Linked DNA regions of Mus musculus: regions 2 and 3 are each linked to region 1. A link is a contact called in public Hi-C data. All regions are on one chromosome and are shown on one strand. The core of a region is the stretch at or near the end of the contact, and the rest is flanking DNA. Distances in the headings are between cores, read along the strand shown.

The links. A called contact is a pair of places that touch in the nucleus more often than the background predicts.
Region 2: a contact with region 1 is called in a Hi-C map of liver, with 3 times the contacts expected there. The contact joins two enhancer-like sites. A contact is called at or near these places in 1 of 484 Hi-C or Micro-C datasets (liver), 2 of 115 datasets of contacts at active chromatin or transcription factors (extraembryonic endoderm stem cells and pancreatic cancer cells) and 1 of 9 other capture datasets (embryonic stem cells).
Region 3: a contact with region 1 is called in a Hi-C map of uterus, with 4 times the contacts expected there. The contact joins two enhancer-like sites. A contact is called at or near these places in 6 of 484 Hi-C or Micro-C datasets (adipose-derived mesenchymal stem cells, cerebral cortex, cortical neurons and 2 more).

The regions. Positions count from the first base shown.
Region 1 is chr10:69,102,765-69,107,803 of GRCm38.p6, reverse strand. No RefSeq gene overlaps it. Among named protein-coding and RNA genes, the nearest start is that of Gm40684, 7.2 kb to the left of the region's middle. Within about 2 kb of position 3,088, at least 21 of the 459 cell types and tissues checked have an H3K27ac peak or open chromatin away from gene starts, as enhancers often do. A contact at or near this core is called in liver and uterus, where this site is marked.
Region 2 is chr10:68,352,560-68,357,598 of GRCm38.p6, reverse strand. No RefSeq gene overlaps it. Among named protein-coding and RNA genes, the nearest start is that of Gm32748, 15 kb to the right of the region's middle. Within about 2 kb of position 2,673, at least 118 of the 459 cell types and tissues checked have an H3K27ac peak or open chromatin away from gene starts, as enhancers often do. A contact at or near this core is called in liver, where this site is marked.
Region 3 is chr10:68,462,847-68,467,885 of GRCm38.p6, reverse strand. The region is part of intron 5 of Cabcoco1 (ciliary associated calcium binding coiled-coil 1); the gene reads left to right. Among named protein-coding and RNA genes, the nearest start is that of Gm32872, 64 kb to the left of the region's middle. Within about 2 kb of position 2,720, at least 15 of the 459 cell types and tissues checked have an H3K27ac peak or open chromatin away from gene starts, as enhancers often do. A contact at or near this core is called in uterus, where this site is marked.

The DNA.
Region 1 (5,039 bases), core at 1,839-4,338:
TCAGCCACTCCCTCAACATGTTTTTGGGTTATTTTTTTGTTTGTTTGTTTTTGTTTTTGTTTTTTTTTGTTTTTGGTCAGATAAAATATACAGATCTGTTAAACAGTTATTACTAAAATAATAGCAAGCTGATAACAGGGTCTGCTGTGCCAGAACATTCTGGAAGCTGAAACATTCAGATTAGCTGCTGGCTATGGAGAAGTTACTAAACTTCACCAAGCTCAACTTTCTCCATTTATAATGTGAAAGATACGTTAAGAGACCATTAAGAGGGCCCTGTAGCTTTAAAAACTCCGTCTTAGCCAGAGATGATATTTGCTCGCTGGAAAAGTGCCACGCAAACGGTTAGCTGAGCCATGCGTTCTACTTGATAAGCACTGGTAAATAAAGTCTCTGATAGGCAGGAAGAGAAAGAAAAAAAATGATAGCCCGCTCATTTTAATGAGTGCCCTGACAGCATACGAAATGGTTTATTATTAAACCATTCTACTAGTAGAGAAATTGGAAATATCACAATAAAAAATTTCAATTTTCCATTTCACTAACTTTATTGAATTGCCAAGGCATATAACAGCAGCCAGAGTTGATACATTAAGTGTGGATGTTTAAGAACAAAGTTAATATGTGATATTGTTGGTTTTCCTTTTAGTTCTTTGCCGCTAACCTCTCTAACATTAAATAAATCTTCTTTTTACTTATTGCCAAACAGCACATATTTTTGATAGTTCAAGTATGTCTCCAGCTAATTCTTCATTCTTTTGTAAAGCCAGTAAATCACTGTGGATTCTCTCTTTTTTTTCCCCTCCCAGTGCCAAGTGTAATACAATGTCAATGTTCCCTGGGTTTCCAGCATCTGGCTTCTGGCTTCTATTTTCAGTTTATGATCTGTGCATCTATATTTGGTAAAAAGTCTGCTTATGTTTTTCAAATCTGATGTAAAGCAATTCTACAGCAAAATGTTTCTGAATTGAACCAAGAGCAAACAGAGTTATCATAATTCCAGACATGGACTTCCCAAGAAAGTAACATAATGCTTTCTTTCTTTTTTCTTTTTTTTAAGGGTCTTGCTATTCTGTTACATTTAAGTGTTTAGCTCCCTGTATTGCTACATTTATGTGTTTATGCTGTGTTCCTAATATCCCCACCCTTTCTTTGAGCTGACATTAGTACAGAGAGACAATGTCTCCTCATTCTGACTCCTCTTGTGTCCCAAGCCAGTAGAAATGAAGTATCTTTTCCTGGGACTCAGGCTCTGGTTTCTGGATTAGCTCACAACAGTTCTTGACTACAGGGCTCTTGGGCTTCATCATAGTCCAAAGACCAGCCATTAATTGGAAAGAGTACGTTTGTTGAGAAGTAAAACCCACAGTCAGTCTTATATATTCTAAATATATATTCTTATATTCTAAGACTTATAAAATATTTCATAATAACATATAATACATATTTTGTATAATATATTATAAATATAATTATATTTAATTTCTATTTAACATCTTCTGAGTGGAGAGATGACTGCTAGTAAGGTCCTGGCTGTCCATTTGCACCTGAGTTCTAACATCAGAACTCAAGCTAAGAAAAGTAGCCGGGCATGGTGGACTGGGATATAAAGGTGTTCTATTGATACTAAAAGAACATGTCCCAACCCAAAACCAAAACAAGGGTCACCCTGGTAAAGTGAAAGCTGGACTGCGTGGTTAGACTGAAATCTCATTGATTGGATAACTTCTTTTTTTTTTTCAAATGAATCTCTGTCTCTGTTTATGTCTCGGTCTTTCTGTGTCTCTGTGTCTGTCTCTCTCTCTCTCTTGTGTGTGTGTGTGTGTGTGTGTGTGTGTGTGTGTGCATGCAACTTCATGTGTGTGGAGGTCAGAGGATAATCTTCAGGAGTTGGCTTTCTCCTTCCATCTCCTGGGATCTAAGAAGGCAAACAATGGCATTCCCCTACACTGGGGCATAGAGCCTACACAAGACCAAGGTCTTCTCCTTTCATTGATGTCCCACAAGGCCATCCTCTGCTACATATGTGGCTGGAACCTTGAGCCCCTTCATGTGTACTCTTTGGTTGGTGGTTTAGTCCCTGTGAGCTCTGGGGGTACTGGTTGGTTCATATTGTTCCTGCTCCTATGGGGCTGCAAACCCCTTCAGCTCCTTGTGTCCTTTCTCTAGCTCCTCCATTTGGGACCCTGTGCTCAGTCCAATGGATGGCTGTGAGCATCTACTTCAGTAATTGTCAGGTGCTGGCAGAGCCTCTCAGGAGACAGCTATAACAGACACGTGTCAGCAAGATATGTTGGCATCCACAATAGTGTCTGGGTTTGGGAACTTTATATGGGATGGATCCCCAAGTGGGACAGTCTCTGAATGTCAGGACAGGGAAGCAGGAGTGGGTGAGTTAGTGAGCAGAGGGAGGGGGGATGTGATAGGGGGGTTTTCATAGGGGAAATAAGGAAAGGGGATAAAATTTGAAATAATAAATAAAGAAAATATCTAATAAAAAATGAAGTTAAACTCTGCTCTTCAGGCTTGTGCACGAGCATATAATCTGCCCTGACACCTTTCCAGTCCAGTCCAGATGATTCGCTTCTGCTGCAGCGTGGATAGTTCTACTCCCGATCCCACCACTGGAGGCTCCGTAGCTCACAGTTTGCAGACCACTCAGCTCAGTGTCTTTCCCATAGCAGATAATCAATTCCTTCCCACTGACATTTCTTCAGCCACGTTGTTACATTCCGTGCGGTTATTTAACTCTCCCAGAGTATGATTTCTTTCTCTCTTATCTCTCCAAGGGTAAGAAGCACAGCTTGTATATTGGAGAGAAGCCAGATCAAAATCCACGTGGAAAAAGCTAGCGCTTGGCTTGCCAATGGAGCTCTCTGCTCACTTTTATAAATCAGTCTCAGACCCTCTTTGGTTCTTTCACTTGGGAGAGGAACGTGTTTGGGAGCTTGGATGTGAGTAGGTGCTTAAGTCTAAATGGGTGGAAAGGTGGAGTTTTGCTCTGCAAGAGCCACGTACTGACGCCATCCGGGTGACGTTCCACCACAACACCCAGAGTGGTTCACAGGACAGTGTGTACTGTTCCCTGCTAGCAATGTTTGCTCGCCATGCCCAACTGATAGGCTTCTAAAAGACTCATGACACAGCCCCCACCTGTTCAAGCCTCTGATTATCAAGCCTCAGTGGGACTGAAGTCACATCCTGTTCTGTTCCCTCTAGAAGACCCCACTGAGTGCCCAGGCAACCCTAAAAGAGAGGCAGAGCCAGGCTTTCAATCGATGCCAGTTTGTGACTAATTTACCTGGTGAACAATGGTCAACAACATGACCCACACACCAGTGCTGGATCAGCTGAGCATGACGTCTTCCCTCAGCTCATGGCTGTCACCTCTGATTAGCAGCCAGCATGGCTCAAAAAGTATATGTTTCCAATGTGGTTGCTTGTCTCACACGAATGAGGGTTAAATTAGCCAGCATCCTCCATCTGACCACGGTTGTGGCTTTCAATAGGTCTTGTAATCAGCAACCATGTGTTTCCTCTCAACGTGGATTAAATGTTTTGTAAGCTTATATAGCACACGCTGTACAGAGGAATTTATTCAATTGGTATTTGTTCTAAAGCCCTGACATCATTCAAATATGGCACCTGAGTGGCACCCAGAGAACAGCCTTGAGTACTGGTCTTCACCTCCATGTTGGTTGAGTTAGCGTCTCTTGTTTACTGCTGTGTATGCCAGTCTAGAGACCCCACAGGCTTCTGGGGTCTCTCTGCCTCCGTCTCAAGGGAATGCTAGGGTCTTATCTACATGCTACTGTGTTTGGCTTCAGGAGGATTCTAGGGATCTGAACTCAGGTCCTCATGTTTCTAGTTATTAGACAGCTCTTCTAATTGAATCATGGTTTTTGTTTTTTGTTTTTGACAGACTAAATATTCCTTAAAATGACATTATGAGGGATAAAAGAAAGTTAACAAAGACTAGATCTAAAAAGTCTAGGAAGTCTCTTCCCGGGCTAACTGCTGCTAGTTAATGTGTGAGTAGTTAAGAGGAAACAGTCTTGAGTGAGTTGGTAGCTCTGATGCATCCACTCTTAGCTTAGTTATCTGGTAAAATGAATTTTGTAGGACTAGCCTGTGTTTTGCAAAGACCCCCTTCTCAAGGCAGACTAGAGTGTGCCTGTGTGGTGTCAGAGAGGCATCCGGTGGGAATGGAGGATGGATGGCCTGCCACTGTGAACCCAGGAGAGGCTTCCTCCCCATCCTCAACCCTGTTAGCAGTCACTCCATTCTGCATGTTTTATTAAGGAAGAACACAGGCTTTCTCCTCCTCCTCCTCCTCCTCCTCCTCCTCCTCCTCCTCCTCCTCCTCCTCCCCCTCCCTCCTCCTCCTCCCCCTCCCCTGTCCTCCTCCTCCTCCTCCTTCCCCTACAGAGATCAATTATTTTTATTATTACTATTTTTAATTCACTTTACATCTGGATCACAGCTCCTCCCTCCTTTCTTCCCAGTCTCGTCCTTACAGGTCCTTCCCTGCATTGCTCCCTCCTCTTCGCTGAGGAGAAGAGGAGCCCGCCTTGGTCAATACCCCACCCTGGGACATCTAGTTTCAGCAGCTGAGCTTTCTTTCCTTACTCTCTGCTGCAACATTCCAGCATCTCCTTGACCTTGGGTGTCCTTCCTCATCCCAAATGTTCTTTGTCACAGTCTTGCTTAATTCTTAACTCATTTCTCTATACTTTGTAAGATACATATAGACACATATATGTGTATCTATCTATATGTATATATATACATACACACACACACACACACACACACACATATATATATATATATATATATATATATATATATATATATATATAATGGCTCTGGTAAAACACACAAATGTATACACACACATGTATACATATACATATACATATACATATACATATACATATACATATACATATACATATACATATACATATACATGTATACATGTATACATGTATACATGTATACATGTATACATGTATACATATATAATGGCTCTGGTA
Region 2 (5,039 bases), core at 1,424-3,923, 750 kb after region 1:
GCTGAGGAGTTCCAGGAAGAAGGTTCCCACAGAGTTGGCCTTCACCTACATGAAAGGCTTCCATTCTCTGGGTGATGGCTTCTCGCCTTCCAAGATGGCGACTCACGGTCGATGTGGAAGCCTAGTTCAGTGTTTGCTGAGGCTCCAGTATTCATGGATTCCATACAGAACTGAGGTTCCTTCCCTGTTGAGGCACAAGCTCTTACCAAAACAGTGAGAACACCAAGACTGTATTCTTTGGTCCCAGCAAGCCCCTATACACTTCCCCAGGCAAGGAGCCCTAAGGAAGGCAAGGCTTCAGTCAACCTTTCTGGAGACACAACCTTCTTTCCCAGGACCTTCAGCTCAGCTAAGTGGAGACACCTGGTGTCTGGTGTTGCAACTTCAAGAAGATCAAAGAGTCTGGGCTGAAAATCGGGCCTCTCATAAAAGCTGCCTCATTCAGGACAAGTTCCAAAGCAGCAATTCAAATAGCAGTCCCGTTCTACTCCAAGGAGGCTCACTTCCCTTCAATAGCGCCGCCGTCCACCGACAAGGTTTTCTCCATAACCCTGCCTCTTTTAACAGGAAAGAATCTAGCATAATCACAGGGCAGGAAGTATTTATTAGAAGCCAGGGAGAATAGGTCTCCCTTTCTGGCCTCTTCATTTTGTGGGGTGTTAAGTCATGGGGGGTGGGGAGCAGGGGGCGGGGGAGAGGCAGATATCTGCTTGGTATGATATCTGGTTGGTGATATTTATAAGTAGCCAGCCAGAGTAGCAAAGTTGCCCCACACACACATCCTGAAAAAAAAAAAAAAAATTTTTTTTTAGCCTAAACAAGGCCAAAGGAATATTAAAGTTTCACTAGGGAAGAAATATGGCCGCTGCCAGGAACTGACTAGTCATAAAACCCAAGGCATTCAGGCGTCCATCATCGCCTGCCTTTTAATGACTGAACTAAAAGAAGAGACATCAGTTTTCAAAATAAGGTTATAAAAATGCTGTGCACAGATGAGGCCTCCAAATATTTTGATAGTACCCGAACAAAATTGCATATATATACATATATATATATATATACATATATATATATATGTATATAATCATTGAGACAAATCACAAAACATATGTTGTTATGTTTTGCTCTAAAAACCATGAAGTTTACCCAGAACCCTATTATGGTAACTGCTTCACTTTTCATGCATTCCTAAATTACCATGTAATCTAAAACCTTGTTTTCAGCGGCCCTATATTGGAAAGTCCCTTCAAACTAAGCAGGATGATGGCAGGCTCGCTCACATTCAGAAAGAAACCTGCCTTTGCTGCTGAAAATGAAAGTGGGATTTATCAGATAGACTCCTTTAAAACAGTCACCACCTTAGTGACACACGGGGCCTGACGCATCCAGGAAATGCCGAGACCAGGAATTATGCTTTAAGCTCTCTGCATTTTCAAACACATGGATAGTTGGTGTAAAAATATATTCTTTTCCTGCAGGGACGTGACTGTAATTAGTGTGTGCCAAAACTCTCTCTCTCTCCCGGAGATTTCATTGTCTTATCTCTTTGCAGCATCTTAATGCGATTTTATTTTACTTTGTCAAAGTCCTATTAACATAAATGTGTTCTCCATAGCAAACAGTGTTCTTTTTTATGCAAAACAGGATTCAGCTGACTCTAATAAAACAGCTTGCAGTCTATTAGAGTACAACAGTAATGTGCTTATTTTGTTTGTCAAATCAAGACCGCCGTCAGAAGGCTCTAGACAAAGATTTGTCTTGTTTTCCAGAATAATTGCCAGGGTGGGGCTACGTTATGATCTGTAAATGAATAGTATCGCTTAGAACAAACACTTCATATATCTTTTATCTTCCCCTGCACACAGTTCTGAGTTTTTCTTTGAAATCTTTGCTCCACTTTTCCACATAAGTCATCAGAATGTTTCCAAAGAATTTTAACTGCCAGATTAATTATATCTTACAAACAAAGATAGATTGCTTACATTCTTTATTCAGAAACCCTGCCAGTATGGAGCAACTGGCAACAAATTAATCTCTTTTGCAACCCTACAAAATGTTTTGCTATGAAAAGGCCTGGAAGGTAAATGGATCCTTTAAAAAAAAAAAAATCAGGTTGCTCATTCTGAAAGGCTAATCCTAAGCACAGAACAGAGGAGTAAATGAATCTAGCTACTCCCTAACTTTGCTCTTCCTTTTCTTTCTTTCTTTTTGTTTTTTGTTTTCTTGGTTTTTTGTTTTGTTTTGTTTTGTTTTGTTTTGTTTTTGTGTGTGTGTGTGTGTGGTTTTTTTTGTCTTTTGTTTTTTCCTTCTTCTTAACAACTAGGTTACAGCCTTCTGTTAATGGATTCAGTTAATTAAGTATTGCTGTGACCTGGTGGCAATTTCTGAAATCCAGAGAATTTTTCCCTCTTTTAAGGTCTGCCTCCCCCACGGGGCCCCGGGTGTAATCTGTTTGCAGAGAGTCTATGTATGTCAGCCCTGCTTCCCTTAGAAGCTTCTAGAATGTTTTAATAAATTTATCAACCGAAAAAAAATATTACAAACATTTCATTTCCTTTGACTCAGGCACACCACACACACACACACACACACACACACACACACACACACACACCACTGCCTTCATTGCAAATTCTTGCCAGTATGAATCACCCTAAGTAATGTTTGCTTTAACTTTAGTGTGGTTCAACAAACAACCTTTATATGGCTGGACTTCAAAGGGAGGAGAAATGAAGGTTGGAAATATGATAGGCGTAATCTATTATTAGGCATGAAACACTAAACCACTTTTAGCTATAACTCTAAAACCTGCATAATCTTAGGTTTTTTAACATAATGTGTATTTATTGTGCCTTCACTCACACAAGCATTTATCTCCCCGTGTTTGTGAGAGAAATACTTTCCACTGTAGCGTGGGCCACTACTTGGCTTAATTTTTCCTAATATTTAATTTAGAAAGGGGAAAATGGTAATATTATAACAGGATTCTCATGTGTCCCAGCCAAAATACTTAGTGTTCCTCTTTGAGTAAAATTAATCTGTTACCAGTTCCCTGACCTGCAAGTCAGGTTTCAGTAAACTAGGCATCCAGGGAGGAGGGCAGAGGGAGGGGGTAAGCTAGGCTGGCTAGGGAGATAAGATCTCTTTCTTTGATTAAGGGGGGGTGGTGTTGGCGGGGGGGGGGGGGGGGGTGGGGGGGGGAGCTAAAAAAAAAAAAACCGAATGTCTCAACCCAGCCATGCCTCCCAATGGCAGAAAAATAAGCCAAAAGTGTATCCCAGCAGTAATGGTTGAAGACATTTATTAGCTCCGTCCATAACAACATTCACTGCAGGGAGAGCAATTGTTAAAAAATCTGTACTGCAATTATTTCTTTAATGATGGGGGGGGGGCGTCTCCAGCTCCTTATTTCTCTCCTTCTTCACCCTCCACAAACATTGGCACTTAAAAAAAAAAAAATCTAATGTTATGAAATAAGTCAGAGAGCTTGTAGCTCAAGAGAACCGGAGACAGCACTGGGAATGTATGCATGCGCAGAAACAAAAACACCGTCGGTAACATTTTGTTCTTGATTAAATTTGCGCTCCCTAATACAGTAGATTAAAAATAAGTCCAACTGTTAAACGCATTAGTGTTCAGCCGTGGTTCTGGTGCCAGAAAAACCGATACTGCTTCAGACCCAGCCTCTCTCCACTAGACTTGAGGAGCCAGGGGAAATCTGACCCCTCTGGAAACCCGAGCCCCAAAGTCCATCCATGACCCTGCAGTTTGGGGATTCCTTATTTTCGTCGGGTGATGAAATCTCAGAACCATCTTAATATTTTCTCACACTGGGTCAAAAACTCGGCGTCTCTCGGCGAGGCTGTAAGAAAATACGGGCTAGGAAAACGGAGGATGGATTGCTAATGGCTACAGTCAAGACACTCCAGAAGGAATATGAAATGAAGTTGTTCTTTGGTGTACAGGGAGTCGTGAAACTTACATCTTTTAAAAAGAGTTGTAAGCCATGACCTCACGCCAACCCCCCACACTCCTCCCACCCCCACCCCGAAGAATTTTAAGAGACTGGAAAGACCCACAGTTCAGAGTGGGTGCTCCTCCTTACAAGGCATCCAAATTTGGTTCTCAGCACCTACATCAGAAGGCTCACAACCGCGTGTAATTCCAGCTCCTGCACACCTGATGCCCTCTTCTGGATGTAAAGGCACCTGCCCTCACACATGCACACACCTCCACACACTCACCTCCACACACACAGCTACACACACACAGCACTAAAAATGAAATCTCTCTCTCTCTCTCTCTCTCTCTCTCTTTTTTTTTTTTTTTTTTTTTGGTTTTTCGAGACAGGGTTTCTCTGTGTAGCCCTGGCTGTCCTGGAACTCACTCTGTAAACCAGGCTGGCCTCAAAGTCAGAAATTCACCTGCCTCTGCCTCCGGAGTGCTGGGATTAAAGGTGTGCGCCACCACGCCCGGCTGAATAAATCTCTTTTATATATAAAAATAACTATTTAATGGGGCAGGATTTTGAAATGTGTCCTCAGAATTTTGGAGTGTGTGACACTCCGGAGATCATGGCTGACTTGTCTAGCCAATGGGGCTCTGTGAAGTTGGAAAGAGAGTCTGGCCAGATTCATGATGGGCCGGCCCAACCTTGCTGGACATGTAGAATGTACAAATTACCTTCCTCCCCGGTCTGTCCATTGTTGTGGAAGCCCATGACCCTTTGAATGTATTCAAAAAGAAAAAAAAAAAAAAATGGCTTCCAGAGAGACAGCTCAGCAATTAAGTTAAAAGAACTGCAGTTCATTTACATCAGGCCTCTTACAATCAGCTGTAACTCCAGCTCCAGGCGGACCTGCTACCTCTGGCCCCTATGGGTACCTGACTTTGTGTGTGTGTGTCCATGTGCTCACTCGCGCACATGCGTGTGCATGTGCATATATGTGTGTGGGGGGGTGTTCATGCACATGCATGCACAGATAAACAATTTAAAACTTTTTTATTTAAAAAACAAAACTAAACTAGTAGATTGAAAA
Region 3 (5,039 bases), core at 1,471-3,970, 640 kb after region 1:
GTTACTGATGGCATTGCTGGCAGCCAACTCTGATGCTACAATCCTGACCTGCCAAGCAAGATATGTCCACTTGTGCAATAGTGGTGTGGAGGTTAGCAGGTAACCAGCCACTGAGGGTTTGGACTCGAAGCCTGCTTGACAAGAAGGAATTTCATACCTTGTCATGTAAACATGATCTAAACTTATGGTTTGGAAGGTCAAAGGCCCAGAGAGGAGGGGATGCTATTTCAGCATGTGTGTCAAATGCACATGCTGTCAAGCTGCCTTCTAAGTATGTATGCTTTTAGTTGTAGATTAGTGTAGCCCTTAGGCTTAGTGGTACGCCAAGCACACACACAAACACACACACACATACGAATAATAATGATAAAAGTTTTGAAAAGAAAAGAAAAAGGGATAAAGGGAGGGAAATGGCAAAACAAAATAAAATGTCATCAATAAGACATTTTTGTGTGCAGGAAATATTTTGATATCACACAATGATATGAAATCTAGTGGAAGCTGACTCAGAAGTTGAGTTAGTTTGACTTCCTGATGTCAAGACATTTCATAACAATGACTCTCTTAAGATTTTAAAGAAAGAACTTGTCTCATGAAGTTTCTGATGAACTGGATTCTGGGTAAAGGGGAGGAGGCATCAGTCAGTGATAGAACACTTCCCAACCCCCAGCATTGCACAATAATAAAATATTATAGAATATAAACTAGAATAAACCTACAATAAAAAATCCAAAGAAAACTGGCTAAGTGTGGTTAAATTATTAAAGTATCTGACTACATAAAAGTTGCCAAATTTACAGAACAGTGTTTTAAATAATATGATGTGTAAGCACTTACCTAAGTTGTCTTGTATTTTTAAATCTACCTTCTGAATTATTTATTGACATAAAGGTCTATCAGTAGGAGCTAAAAAGAAAAGATATTAAATTTAGTCACTGTGGCTCAATTCCCTGGGAAAACAGTGAAGTAGCATTTTAATTACCAGCAAATTTAATGTTACCAACCAGGTGTGAACCATTGGAAAGTCCACCAGCCTCTCTACCTAAGCAAGTGTTTTCATGAGTATGATATTTTTAATTTTTTAAAAAATTATTTATTATATGTATGATATCTCTGTGTATAAAATATATGTGTGTTTATGTGTGTGGGGCATGTCTGTATGTGTTTGAGTTTGTGTATAGTATAGTGTGTGTATATACTTTGTGTGTGAATGTACTTTTGTATGTGTGTATATGTGTGTGTACACTTTGTGTATATGAATGTATTTTTGTATGTGTTTTCCTGTGTGTATGTACACTTTGTGTGTATGAATGTATCTTTATGTGTCTCTCTCTGTGTATATTGTATGTGTGTGTATATCTCCTGTGTAAATGTGAGTGTTTTTTGTATGTGTGTTCATGTGCTTGTGAGTGTGTGTGTGTGTGTGTGTGTGTGTGTGTGTGTGTGTGTGTGTGTGTGTGTTTAGGTCAGAGGACAACTTTCAGGAGTCAATTCCATCCAACGCATGTTCTGGGGTTGAATTCAGGGTTGTGCATGGCAAGGGCTTTTCCCCACTGAGATATTTCTGCAGGCTCGCTTGTATGAAATCTTGACAGCATCAGTTTCTAATAAGGAATGCAGACCCCGAAAGCTGTCCCATTTATACTGCACTTATGTTATTTTGTTTCAACTACAAATTCCTAGACTATCAAAGCTACCAACATTTGACTGTAAGGCAGTTACATCCTACCACAGAGGTTCTCAAAATACCCAAGGCCCCTCCTCCGCTTCCTCTCCATTGTTAGGATTAGTCCACATGACATTTCTTTGAGCAAAATCCATAATGAGATGAATAGTTTTCTTACTGGAAATGTGTATGTTATATAAACAGTTATTGGAACCATATAATCTATATCGATATCCACCAGGCCTGGTCCTTCTCAGATTTAATGAAGCTGTCCATTCAGTGTGGCTGTCTTGAGCTTACAAGGCTCTGTTTGTCTTCAGAATAAGGCCAGGCTCACAAAGACACATGGCAACTGCCAAGATCATAATTACTTTTATATTGATTTAAATCTAGTAAAATATTAACATTTCTTATCTCTTAGAGGATGGTTTGAGAATATACTACCAAAATGTGAGTTATAAAAAGGCTCATTTTTTAAGTCTGTAATTTGGGCCAAATATCTACCACAAACATTGTAGTGTATGTTTCCAGAATCTTTATGTCTTAGAGAGAGCCATTCAACAATTTATATTTTGATTCTGTTCCTATATTTGCTAAGATTGATTTACCTATCTACCACCTAGTTAGCTAAACATGCCATTATAAGTAATATATATCATTTGAAAATAATGTGATCTATGCAAACAACGTATAAACACATCCTAATTATAAGTAATAAGTGCACTTTTGTGATGTCTCCAGGTTTGATTAATTAGCTTGTTCTAACATATACCAGCCATTTTAAAGCATGCTGTAGCTTTGACCTGTTTAGCTTTTGCTTCATTTAAAGCATGCAGCTCACCCATTTTACTGTGTTTTAAGATAAAATGTACAAAGACCACATGCCTCCCAAAGAAAGATTAAATTACTTCCAGTCGTTTTAAACCGATAGACAAAAGCAAACTCACATGAAACCTATCATCCTGAGTTTTGACAACATAGAATTTTCCAGTTCAGGGAATACACACTCTATCTGAGACACTTCATCAAAACAGGGATAAAGGCCGGAAGGGCCTCAGCAGCTGCAGCTTGCAGCAGAGTCGCACTATGGCGCCCTCCTGTGGAGGTTTGCTCAAAGATTCATCTGCCTGCCCTTGGGAAAGATTTTCCCCCCATCAGCAAAAAATCAAGGCATTCAGAATTAAGGAAATTCTATCTGGTTGAGTCATTCCTTCCATTTGTAACTGGGCTTTGAGCTGCTTTTCAAATCCAAAAACCATTTACGGTACCGAGGATTTGCAGATCAACATACACAGAAGGGAGTGAAGCTTCTCATCTTTATGTCTTAATTATTTCATTGAAGTAGCTATCCCCCTTGATTTTAACTTAATTAAGAGCTAAAGGGGGCAACCAGAAAACTCAGGCCCTGAAGCAGGAAGATAAATTCTTCAGTAAAGACATATTTTTTTTAGATTTGTTCAGTTAAAACCGGTTTTGTGTTAGAAGCATAAAGACTATAGATTTGTAATCATAACAAAGAAAGAACAGTGAAGTTTAATTTGATTAGATTGTGTATTTATTTATATTTATTAAATATATGCAAATGGTGACCATTAGATTTTCAAACCATTAAATTTTTAGCTCCACTTGGAAACTTACCTTTTTCACCCAGAATAAATCAATGTCATTTATTAGATGTCTGTCCCAAAATGATGGGTCATTTATATTTTCTCACCAAAACTGATCCTCCTCCTATGCTCGATATTCTGGGTATAGAAATGTGATCTATGTTGTATGAGACATATACACACAAAGACATTCACATGTGCCCCAATATCTCTGCACTTTTGAAACAAATTTCTGAATAGATCTCAGTCTGTGCCGGATCCCCCACCTGATGCACTAAGCCTATCTTTCCTGCTGCATCTTCTCTTGTCCTGCTTCCCTGTGGAACCTTTTCAAAGTTATTAATGCTGAAGACCTCTACTAACTACTCAAAACTCAAGGCTTACCCTCTCCCCCATAGAAGTTAGGAACCACCAGAGCATGGTTGGGTCACCGCCAACCATAAAATTATTTTCATTGATACTTCATAACTGTAATTTTGCTACTGTTATGAATTGTAATGTAAATATCTGATATGCAGACTAACTTAGGCCACCCCCTGGGAATCCCCAAAGGGGTCGCGACCCACAGGTTGAGAGCCACCTTGGATCTCTTTAAGGAGGGGGATTGACTGAAGGGAGCTCAGAGAAAAACAAGAAAGCTATCCGCAGCATTTGACTTTACAATACAATGGATTTTTTTTTTTTTTTGGTCTCTGCATGTAAATCTCTTTAAATCTGTCTCCTGCAAATGGAAATGGGAAAACACGGGATTTTTAAAGCCTAAATGTCTGTAATTACAGACTATTAGGTGACTGCCGCGCTCATAACTTGAGAAGTGAGCTCAGCTCTGTCTGAAGCCTTAGCCATAATCAGGAGATTATAAGTGAGCACATCCACACTACACGTGTAGAACAAAAATCTTCAAAACAAAAATAGCATGAGAAAGTGTGTGGCGGAGTTGGGGACAGTGTCAGCTTCCTTCAGTAAAAAAATACCTTAATTAGTAGGACCAGATTAGATTAGAAGCATAATTGAGAAATTCAACCTACCCAAAGAGTCACCAAATTGGGGGGGGTGGGGGGGGAAATCTCAGAAAAAGAAGGTTGGCAGGTTGGGGAGTGGCAGGGAGGGTATGTTCAATTATAATACACACTGTATGAAGATATTGCTGTATAACCCAGTGCTGTATACATTGAATATATGCAATGAAACTTAAAATAAATAAACATTAGGCTAAATAATCTCAGTGCCAGGCATCTTTTTGCCTTCTGGGTTTAAAAATAAAAATTCTAGGAGCTGGAGAGCTGGCTCAGCAGTTAAAAGCATTGACTATTCTTCCAGAGGCCCTGAGTTCATAGCAACCATCTGTAATGGAATCCAATGTCCTCTTCTGATGTGCCTGAAGACAGCTACAGTGTACTCATATTCATAAAATAAATGATTCTTTTAATAAATAAGTAATTCTAGAAAAATGAGATTAGCCATCAAGAAACAAGGGTGATATCCAAACTACTTAAAACAGACCAGACTTAAAATAAATAAGATAAAATTGGGTCACAGTTAGACGATGTCCCTCAAATAGATCCAGAATGAACCTCATGGCACCCCGTATTTCAGGGCGTGCCCTCTCCAGAAAGCTAAGTAGCATCAGAGAGATGGTAACCTTTCTGGTCCCCAGGATAATAATGCAATCCCTGTCAATTAGTTTGGACAAGGGGAATCATTAAGACTGGGTAACTGCGATCCTTAAATACAGAGTCTACGTTCCCCACCAAGAGACTTCAGGC